Regions from separate parts of the Mus musculus genome. Here all the other regions are linked to region 2. A link is a contact called in public Hi-C data. All regions are on one chromosome and are shown on one strand. The core of a region is the stretch at or near the end of the contact, and the rest is flanking DNA. Distances in the headings are between cores, read along the strand shown.

The links. A called contact is a pair of places that touch in the nucleus more often than the background predicts.
Region 1: a contact with region 2 is called in a Hi-C map of the N1E-115 cell line, with 2.1 times the contacts expected there. The contact joins two enhancer-like sites. A contact is called at or near these places in 5 of 484 Hi-C or Micro-C datasets (the HL-1 cell line, the N1E-115 cell line and embryonic stem cells) and 1 of 9 other capture datasets (embryonic stem cells).
Region 3: a contact with region 2 is called in a Hi-C map of embryonic stem cells, with 2.7 times the contacts expected there. The contact joins two enhancer-like sites. A contact is called at or near these places in 12 of 484 Hi-C or Micro-C datasets (the HL-1 cell line, embryonic stem cells, nephron progenitors and 1 more), 3 of 115 datasets of contacts at active chromatin or transcription factors (all in embryonic stem cells) and 1 of 9 other capture datasets (embryonic stem cells).

The regions. Positions count from the first base shown.
Region 1 is chr9:116,488,240-116,491,192 of GRCm38.p6, forward strand. No RefSeq gene overlaps it. Among named protein-coding and RNA genes, the nearest start is that of Gm39449, 35 kb to the right of the region's middle. Within about 2 kb of position 1,257, at least 20 of the 459 cell types and tissues checked have an H3K27ac peak or open chromatin away from gene starts, as enhancers often do. A contact at or near this core is called in the N1E-115 cell line, where this site is marked.
Region 2 is chr9:116,638,453-116,641,464 of GRCm38.p6, forward strand. The region is part of intron 10 of Rbms3 (RNA binding motif, single stranded interacting protein); the gene reads right to left. Among named protein-coding and RNA genes, the nearest start is that of Gm39449, 110 kb to the left of the region's middle. Within about 2 kb of position 1,684, at least 42 of the 459 cell types and tissues checked have an H3K27ac peak or open chromatin away from gene starts, as enhancers often do. A contact at or near this core is called in the N1E-115 cell line and embryonic stem cells, where this site is marked.
Region 3 is chr9:116,425,997-116,428,750 of GRCm38.p6, forward strand. No RefSeq gene overlaps it. Among named protein-coding and RNA genes, the nearest start is that of Gm31559, 34 kb to the left of the region's middle. Within about 2 kb of position 1,440, at least 17 of the 459 cell types and tissues checked have an H3K27ac peak or open chromatin away from gene starts, as enhancers often do. A contact at or near this core is called in embryonic stem cells, where this site is marked.

The DNA of each region.
Region 1 (2,953 bases), core at 7-2,506, 150 kb before region 2:
GTGATGGTTTTCATTGTGGAGTTTGCATACATGAGTCATTAGACTTTGTTCTTATTCATCTTCCTTTTCCATTGCCTCCCCCTCGCCCAGTCCCTTCTGCTTCTCTCTTCCTGGTATCCTTCCTCGCCCCAAATAGTCCCTCCCCTGCCTACAAGACACATGGATTCCATCACCGAACTCTTCCTTGTCTCATGTGGTCCCTCTCCTCCCACCCCCAACACATGTAAATCTAGATTCCCCATAGGAGAGTAAACGCTGTGCTTAGCTTTCCGAGTCTTATTTCTCTTGACATAATGATCTCTCTTTCCAGCTGTTTTCCTGCAAATACCACGACTTAATTTTCTTGAGGTTTGAAAAAGTCCCATTGTGAATATATAGCATATTTTCTTTATCATTTATCTTCTGATGGACATCTAAGCTGCTACTGCATCTCTTAGCTATTGTGAACAGTGTGAATCCACAAGAAACTCGCATGTGTACATTAACCCAGAGTCCTTCAGACATATTTGCATGAGTGGTCATCGTTTTTATTTAGAAGGGTGGTGGGTAGCCAAGGATAACCTTGAACTTCGGATCCTTCGACCTCCACGTCCTGGGTTCTGGGCTTATAGCCTCCACCACCGTAATGAAGCACTAGGTATGGACCTTTAAGCATATTCAGCATACATGCTATGAACTGAGCTCCATCTCTGCCCACTCTAATGTGGACTGTCTTAATGATTCTGTTGCTTCTTGCATCAGGAACTGATTTAGAACCACACCTTATTGCCTTACAAAGGAGACTCTTCTCAGAAATACACTACTCCTCACTCATTTCCACCCACTTAACCAACAGACTATGCAACACTCTCTTCCAAAAGTGAGCTGACAGGGGACATTTTGCCTTATACTACTATATATGTCTTTCCCTTCTTTGTGATTTCCCATAGCGGATAATTTATCATAAAATGGGAATGTTTACTTTTGGATATGCACCGTCTCTATAATGCAACCTATGGATCTATTTCTAAGGAGATCGCCTCTCCTCATCACACATGGGCAATGCAGGTACATGGCAGTGGCCCTGGCATTCCCGGGCATGGGCTTGGGCACGTTGCCAGCTGCGAGCCTGTGCACACGCTGAGGGTCACCCACTCTGCACCATCCACATTTCATTCCACCCCCTTGTCTCCCATTGAGATGAATCATCTCCTTTATCCTGTGTGTGGCTGTGAAGCAGCCTGCTGGCCTGTTTGCTAGTTAGGTTGATTATGATTTAATTTTATGGATGATGTCACACAATTATCTCCAGATGGAATAATCAGGGTACAGATCTGCCAAGCAGAGTTGGGAGGGAAGTGGGTTCACCCAGCAAACAGCCATTTCTGCACTGGGATTCCTTTTGTTTTGGCTTTATAAATTTGCCAGCACTGGGTGTGCCTTGCAGGGCCTCGGCTGTCTAATTCAAACCAGAAGACTTTCTCTTTCTCTGAATTTTCTTGTCTTTCTATTATCACATAGTATGCAAAAGGAAGACTCATAAATTAGTTTGTGGAGTTAAAGACTTGCGTTTTCAGCTGTGTGGACTCGTGTGTGTATGTGTGCCTGTGTACATGAACATGTGAAGGCAGGAGGTTGATGTCAGAAATAGCCCTCTAATGTTCTTTCACTTTATTTGACTCAGTCAAATCCAGAATTTAAAGAACTGGCTATAAATCTTGCTCTGGGGTGCCCATATGTGTGCAGTACCCATGGAGGCCAGAAGAGGGCATTGGATCTCCTGGAACTAGAATTACAGGCAGTTGTGAGCTATTGGACGAGGGTTCTGGTCCTTTGCAAGATCAGCAAGTTCTGTTAACCATTAAGCCATCTCTCCAGCCCCTCTTTTTGCATTTTAAATCCATGCATTCACACTACGATTCTCTCTAAGCATTGTTTTAATTGCCTTTCATATGTGTTGGAATGCTGCCTTTCAATTTTACTCAAAAGTATTTCCTGTCTCCCTTGTGAATTTTTCCTTCAATCCTTTACCAATTTAGGAATATTAATTTTCACATGATGAAAAAAATTAAATGTTGATTCTAGGATTTGTTTCCAATTTTCTCCATCAATGAGTGAAATTAGAATTCAATAGCTTATATGGTTTGGAACATTTCTAAATTACTGATTCATTTTTATAGGGTTTAACATATGTCCTTTTATGATCTAACATTTGGTCTATACAGAAGAATAATTTTTTATATTTATATTCATTTTAACTTATATATTTAAATCTAAGATATGTCTGTTTTATATAAATATGTGTGTGTGTGTGTGTGTGTGTGTGTGTATACTGTAGAGTTGATAATATTTTATTTTGTACATTTTTCTGGTACCAATCTGTGCTTGTGGATTGGAATGTTGAATATATTTACATTAATGTCCATATTAATATTTATGCCTGGCACTTATTTTCTATTTAGTCTCCAATTTGTTATAATTATTATTTTGTTTTACTAGCTATTCATTTTTGTCTTCTCATCACTTAAATGGATGTTTCCTCCTGTACCATTTTAATTTCATTTCCTTCTATTAATTCTCTTTCACTAATTAGCTTTTATTAGCTTTGTGCTACTTTACTCATAATTGCCTTGAAGATTATAATGGATACCTCACAAAAATTTCATTCAGGGGATGGAGAAATGGCTCTGGGCTTAAGAACATGTACTGTTCTACTAGAGGACCAGAGTTTAGTTTCCAGAACCCATGCTGGGCAGCTCACAAATGTCTGTGTGTGGATGGTTTTATGTTAACTTGACACAGCTAGAATTATTTGAGCAGGGAGAATCACAAGTAAGAAAATGCCTTTATAAGACTGGCCTACCTATAGGCAAGTGTGTGAGGTATTGTCTTAGTTAATTGTCAATGTGAGGGAGCCAATCCCACAGGAGTGGCCTGTTGGGCCTCTTGCTATAAGAAAGAACAAGTCAGAGGG
Region 2 (3,012 bases), core at 434-2,933:
AGTTACCGTCGATAAACAAATGATGCTATGGAGATTCTTGGGAGAAATTTCATAAGAATATTTGCTTATTGTCAGTAAAATGTCCAATGAACAGAGAATCCCCACAAGTTATCAAGAACATTAAGTTGTTTAATCTCAAGGGGATGGAAGACGTTCACAATTAGTGAGTTAACTGGAAGTGACTGACAAGAACCTACTGGAGAAATGAAGTTTTGGTGGTGCTTTATCAAGGACAGATACCTTAGTGGGTCTGAAGCCTTGGTTACCGCAACAGAGAATGGTGTTTGTCAGCAATGGTGCTTATTAATGTCAACAGAATCTCTTTTGTATTGTGCAGTACAAAGGGGAAATGTGAAAGAGAAAAGAAGGAAAACTTTACAATTGTTAAGGCAAACCAGCATCCTCAATATACACTGTCAAATCTGTCCCCACTGATGCACTTAAGCTATGGACTTTGGAGTGCTCTGTGACAGCCTTTGCCAACACAGTAAGGGTGACATTGTCTCCTTGAAATATATAGAGTGTGCTGTCTGAAAAGCATCCACTGGACAAATGGCAGCACAAGAAGAGACGTCTTTTTCCTCTCAGCATCTCTGGATGTCTGGATTTGCTCAGTGTTTACGTTGCAAAGTAAAATCTTGTAGTGCACGCCTTTAATTCCTCCGAATAAAGCAAGCAATGGTCTCAGGGCTGACAGGCAATATGGTCCATGGGAGCCACTGCTGCTATGAGATAAAGTCCTTCTTCCTGTCATCAGAGGGACAAGATGGTCACACATCCCAGAAGTAAGAATGACAGCAGTGGTTTGGGTAAAGTATGCAGAAGTCACCTCAAGTGAAGCAGGATAGGAGGACAGATGAAATTAAAGGACTCTGGAAGGAATAGATTCCCGCGGGATGCTGGCAGGGACTCAGAAGGTCCAGATAACTGGTAAAGATTGCCTGCAGAGACAGCTCTTGTTTTCTGAAGGGCATTGCAAACAAGGGTGTTAAACAGACCAGGTTTACTCGGGGCCTGGGTATTTGTAGCCTTGAGTTGAACTATGTCAGCACTCTCATCTCTAATCCCAGAACATAAACAGCACACTTCATAAAACCACCTTATAATTTCATTTATAAAGGGAACTTCTTTTTAAAAAAATGAAAGAAAGTGTTTAGGAAATCAACTCGCATGTTTTTGCTTACTTTTAAAACTCTACATAATTTTTAAATGGTGGTTACTCTTTAAAGCTAGCTCTCTTTAACAGGCTCACTAATTTACTGCTCTCAGGCCTCTCCTGGAATTCTTTTCTGCAGTATAGTCAAGGGTCTGGCTTCATCTGAGTGGAGGTCACTAAAAGGGCAGGGAATTCCGCTGGCTGCAGGTGGCTGGGCTGGGCTCTGTCTCCATTGCTGCTGCTGCTGCTGTGAGCTTCAGTATTTAAAACTGGACATCAGAGAAGGATCTCAGTTTGCTGAGCTTCTGCTAGTATTTGAAATGAGTTTGAAATCTTTGAAGGTTCATTCATTTCCCGATAAAATCATGGGACTCTTCACACCCAACAAAACACAGGCAGTGCCTTGCACTGAAAGCACATACTGAACTCGGGTGTGGGGAAACAAACTCAGGTCCCCTGGAAGAGCAGCAGGAGCGTGCTCTTAACTGCTGAGCCACCGCTCCAGCGATAAACAGGAGATTGAGCAATGACCTTCATTTGTGCTGCTTTGCCATTGTTACAGGGCTTGGCCCTTTGACTGTGAATCATCACAATACAGGACAACAAATTCAAACAGGCCAAGCCTGTATCTCACAGAGGTGAGGCAGGGTAATTTCCTAAAGAACTAAGCCGCTGATTGGTCTCAAAACTTCCACGTGAGCAGCTGAGCATTTTAGAGCCCTTTCTACACACATTTATATAAGTCCCATGTTTCAAATCGCAGGACTGACAAAGTCAAAGGTGAGAAGGGCGTCAGCAAAGCATAAAGAAAGAAAATTACTCAACTGAATGAAGGGAAGGAAGGAGAACCATGGCCCGCCCCCACCAGCCTGTCTCCTCCTGGTGTTTCATGCCAAGACAACCAAGGCTCACACTAGATGTTCTATTTCATAGACTATTTATGCAACTGAGTTTTTAAATAGGAACCCTTTAACATAACTTTTAAAAATATAACTGAAGGTCAATTTTTATTTTGTCCTCAATCTGTTTTTGTCTTTCTGTCACCATCATATTTTTAGAAGAAATATCCCCTTGAGTTTATTTATATTGAACTATTTTTAGCACAGAGAACATAAGCGGCTTAAAAGTCAGGCAGTTCATGTCAATGACTGACAGCAATAGTGAATGAATGACTGACAGCAATAGTGAGTGACCAACAGCAACAGTGAATGACCAACAGCAATAGTGAATGACCGACGTGTGTGTGTGTGTGTGTGTGTGTGTGTGTGTGTTGGTGTTTTGTCTGTTTTATCACAGCATGTCCAAATAAACATAGTCTTATGTAAATTGCTTTTGGTATTGGTGTTTTATCACAGCAACAAAAAAACCCACAAGGTTTTAAAGGACTGTTGTTGGGAAAGAAGAAGAGGCACCAAGAACCATTTCCTATCTTTAGGGATAACCACTAAGCTTCAGCTACTTTGATCCATTTACAACCAAACTGGAGGGACAGAATGACTTCCCCAAGTCTAGTTTGAAATCCAAAAGGCTATCACAGGCCTAGTTCCCTTCAACTGTACAAAATTTCTAGTTCCCTTCAACTGTACAAAATGTTTCATAGTGATTTCTGAAAAACAAACAAACTAAACTAACCAACCACCCCCCCAAGACCCCAAACAAACAAACAAAAACAAAACAAATACCACCGACTGGACGTCGGAGTAGAAAACAGGCACGATAATCTGGGGGCCACGCAGCCCAAGGAATCCCCCTCACGTGGATTCCTTTCCCTCTTTTCTGTTCTTGGATCCTTTCTTTGTAGAGTGCACCTTAAAGTGAAGCCACATCATATCACACGTGTGCAATCTATACAGACA
Region 3 (2,754 bases), core at 190-2,689, 210 kb before region 2:
GTGACAGACAAAGACTGAAAGCAGAAGATGAAATAAACCATTTCATCCCCAGATTGTTTCCGGTCCCGGTGTTTTTGACAACAGCAGAAAAGCCAGCAAGGACAGCATCAGAACAACTGCTTAAAAATCAACAGAAACGGATCCTTACTTTCATCTCTACTTCTAAAATGCTATAAATTGAAATATGTAAACTTTAAATGTTTAAATAGCCCCGGTAAGATCACCCTATCATTTAAGTAGACAACTGTTGCTTCTTGCCCAACTAGAATTAAGAAGCTCCAAAAATTTCAGAGAGGCAAGAGTCTCTTTCTCCGGTACAAGAAAGAGACATTTAACTGTGGCCTTCCAGCATCTTCCCACTTTGGCTGCTTCTTTGGAAATAAAAATTTTATTCCCCTGATAATTTTGTGCCGAGTGGTGATTGTCAAGACATCGGCCAACAGGTGGCGCTGCAGGTCCGTGTCAACGTAATTACGAGGCGCCTCTGGTTTTGTATAGAAACAGAAAATCCACCTGTCCTCCACAGGAAATCACAGGGTCTCCTGGAATAGCCTAAAAGGCTTCCAATAAATATAAACCCCAAGGATTTATAGCACTTCTTACTGCTTGCCCAGAGTCCTGTGCTAGAGAAAGGACTACCCGAAAAGTTTGACACTTACAGCTGTTTAAATATATAGGAAAGGGGCAACGCGTAGAACTAAAAGTCAACGTTCCAGCCTGGGATTATATAGCATGATTTACAGATGTCGTGATGAAAACCAGGAAGGATGTTACAGACGTTGCAACCATTTGAGTCTCACTGTTCACCGGCCAGATCTGCAGTGCTGAGCTTGAACTTGCTACCCAGCCCAGAATAACCGTATATGCCCGATCCTCCAGACCCCAGTTCCCAAGTGCTAGGATTAAAGGCATGCAACACCGTGCCGGGTTCTAAGTGGTTCTGGAGCTCAAATCCAGGGCTTCTGATATGTTAAGCAAGTATTGTATCTGGTGAGCCACTTCACCAGCCTGCAGAACTGCGGTTCGTAATCAGAGACGAACGGTCCTATTTGATAGTATTCTTAACTATAGTTGAACGCAAGCAAGCTGCCGTTGTTGTAAAAGGAGAAACCAAGATCCAGCAATGGGCAATGCCAAGACTGTTGAGTAGTAGGTCCTAAATCCTAGAGGTCTGGCTCAAACTTAGCTCAGAGATCTGCTTGTCTATGCCTCGTCAGCCCTGGGATTATGAGCGAGTGCCACCATGAACAGCCATTTTTATGTGGGGTGTGAAGATTGAACTCGGGTCCTCCTGCTTGCAAGGCAAATGCTTTCCTGACAGAGCTATCATCTCTCCCGCTGGAGAAACACCTTCTTCCGACACACCCTTTACTTCCTGGACAAGTCACACTACAGAGAACTCCTCTAGAGTTTCTTTGTTCAAGAACAGCCTTTGAAGAGGCGGCTGTTTAAGGCTTCAGCCCACAGAAGAACGGAGGGATAGGCTGAGCTGTAGTGGGGGAAGGGAGGCCAATGCTGTTTCTTCCTGTTGGTCACAGAGGAGGGAGCAGTTTTACACATTCCTGTGGCCCTGACTTCTGAAAGGACTTCTTCAGAGACTGCAACTTGTCCAGATGCACAAAGACCATCTTCACTTGGTCTGGTTTCTAAATTGCTCTTGGTGGGAATGTCTTCCGCAGCTGCTCGAGAAGGCTGAGCCAGCTGAAGACCAGGAGGGAGTGGCTCTTCAGTCATTATCTTCCTTCCAGAAAAAGCGATTTAGGGAATCCTTTAACAATAGAAAACTGGGCAGTTGTGCACAATTCAGTGCTTGGAGGGAGAGGCACAAGTTCAAGGTCACCACTGGCTGCACACAGTTCATAAAATCTACTCCTACCCCAAATCCCCCCAAAAAGGAGAAAAGAGAAATTGAATGCTCTAATAGAGAATTTATTATCTGCTAAACTTTAATCAATAATAGCTAATGCGTTAAATCATCGATTTTTTTTTCAATTTCTTACTACAATCTGGATGACCGGACTGGGTTTGTTTGCTTGTGAGAGGTGTTGGAGAGCTGAAATCCATCCTTGCACACAGTAGGGCAAGTCCTTGCTGAGCTACACCTCTGACCTCTCCAGAGTTTGAAGTTTGTTTTCTGCTGATAAACTCTGAGATTCATACTGGTGAAATTAGTTGTCCAAGGTCACAACTTATAAGGAGCCAGCACATCCCTGCAAGTGACTCAGACCACTGCAGATGGTAGGACCAAGTCCCATCCTCAAATTTGTCTGATTCCTTGCTAGGGTCTTATTTTTGGTGGTATTTGTGTTGGTGTCAGTGTATATGTGTGCCTATGTGTGTGCACATGCCTCGGTGGGGGGTAGGGTGGGAGGATGGAGGGCCTGAGACTGTAGAAGGAGATGATATTTTAAAGTGCTAAGCTCGGGTGTCTTACACTAAAGCCTGGCCCCTTTCGATGGATCATCTTGTTAATGTATTCCCTTTTGGGTAAATCTACTGTGATTTGATGGGGAACTGCATCACATGTTAAATAAAAAGCCTACAGTGTGTAGCCTCATTATGGCAACACAAAGCCTCCTTTCAAAATCAGACATCTGGGCCTCTGCAACCCGAGAGGAGAGTCTGTCCAGCTTCAAAGATGGGGGAGCCTGGCAAGGCAGACGCTTGCAATATGATCCCCTACTTTTGCTGCCCCTCAGAGAATCTCTCCCTTTGTTCCTGAATGGAGGAGTGAAAAATCAGAGCAGTCTCACT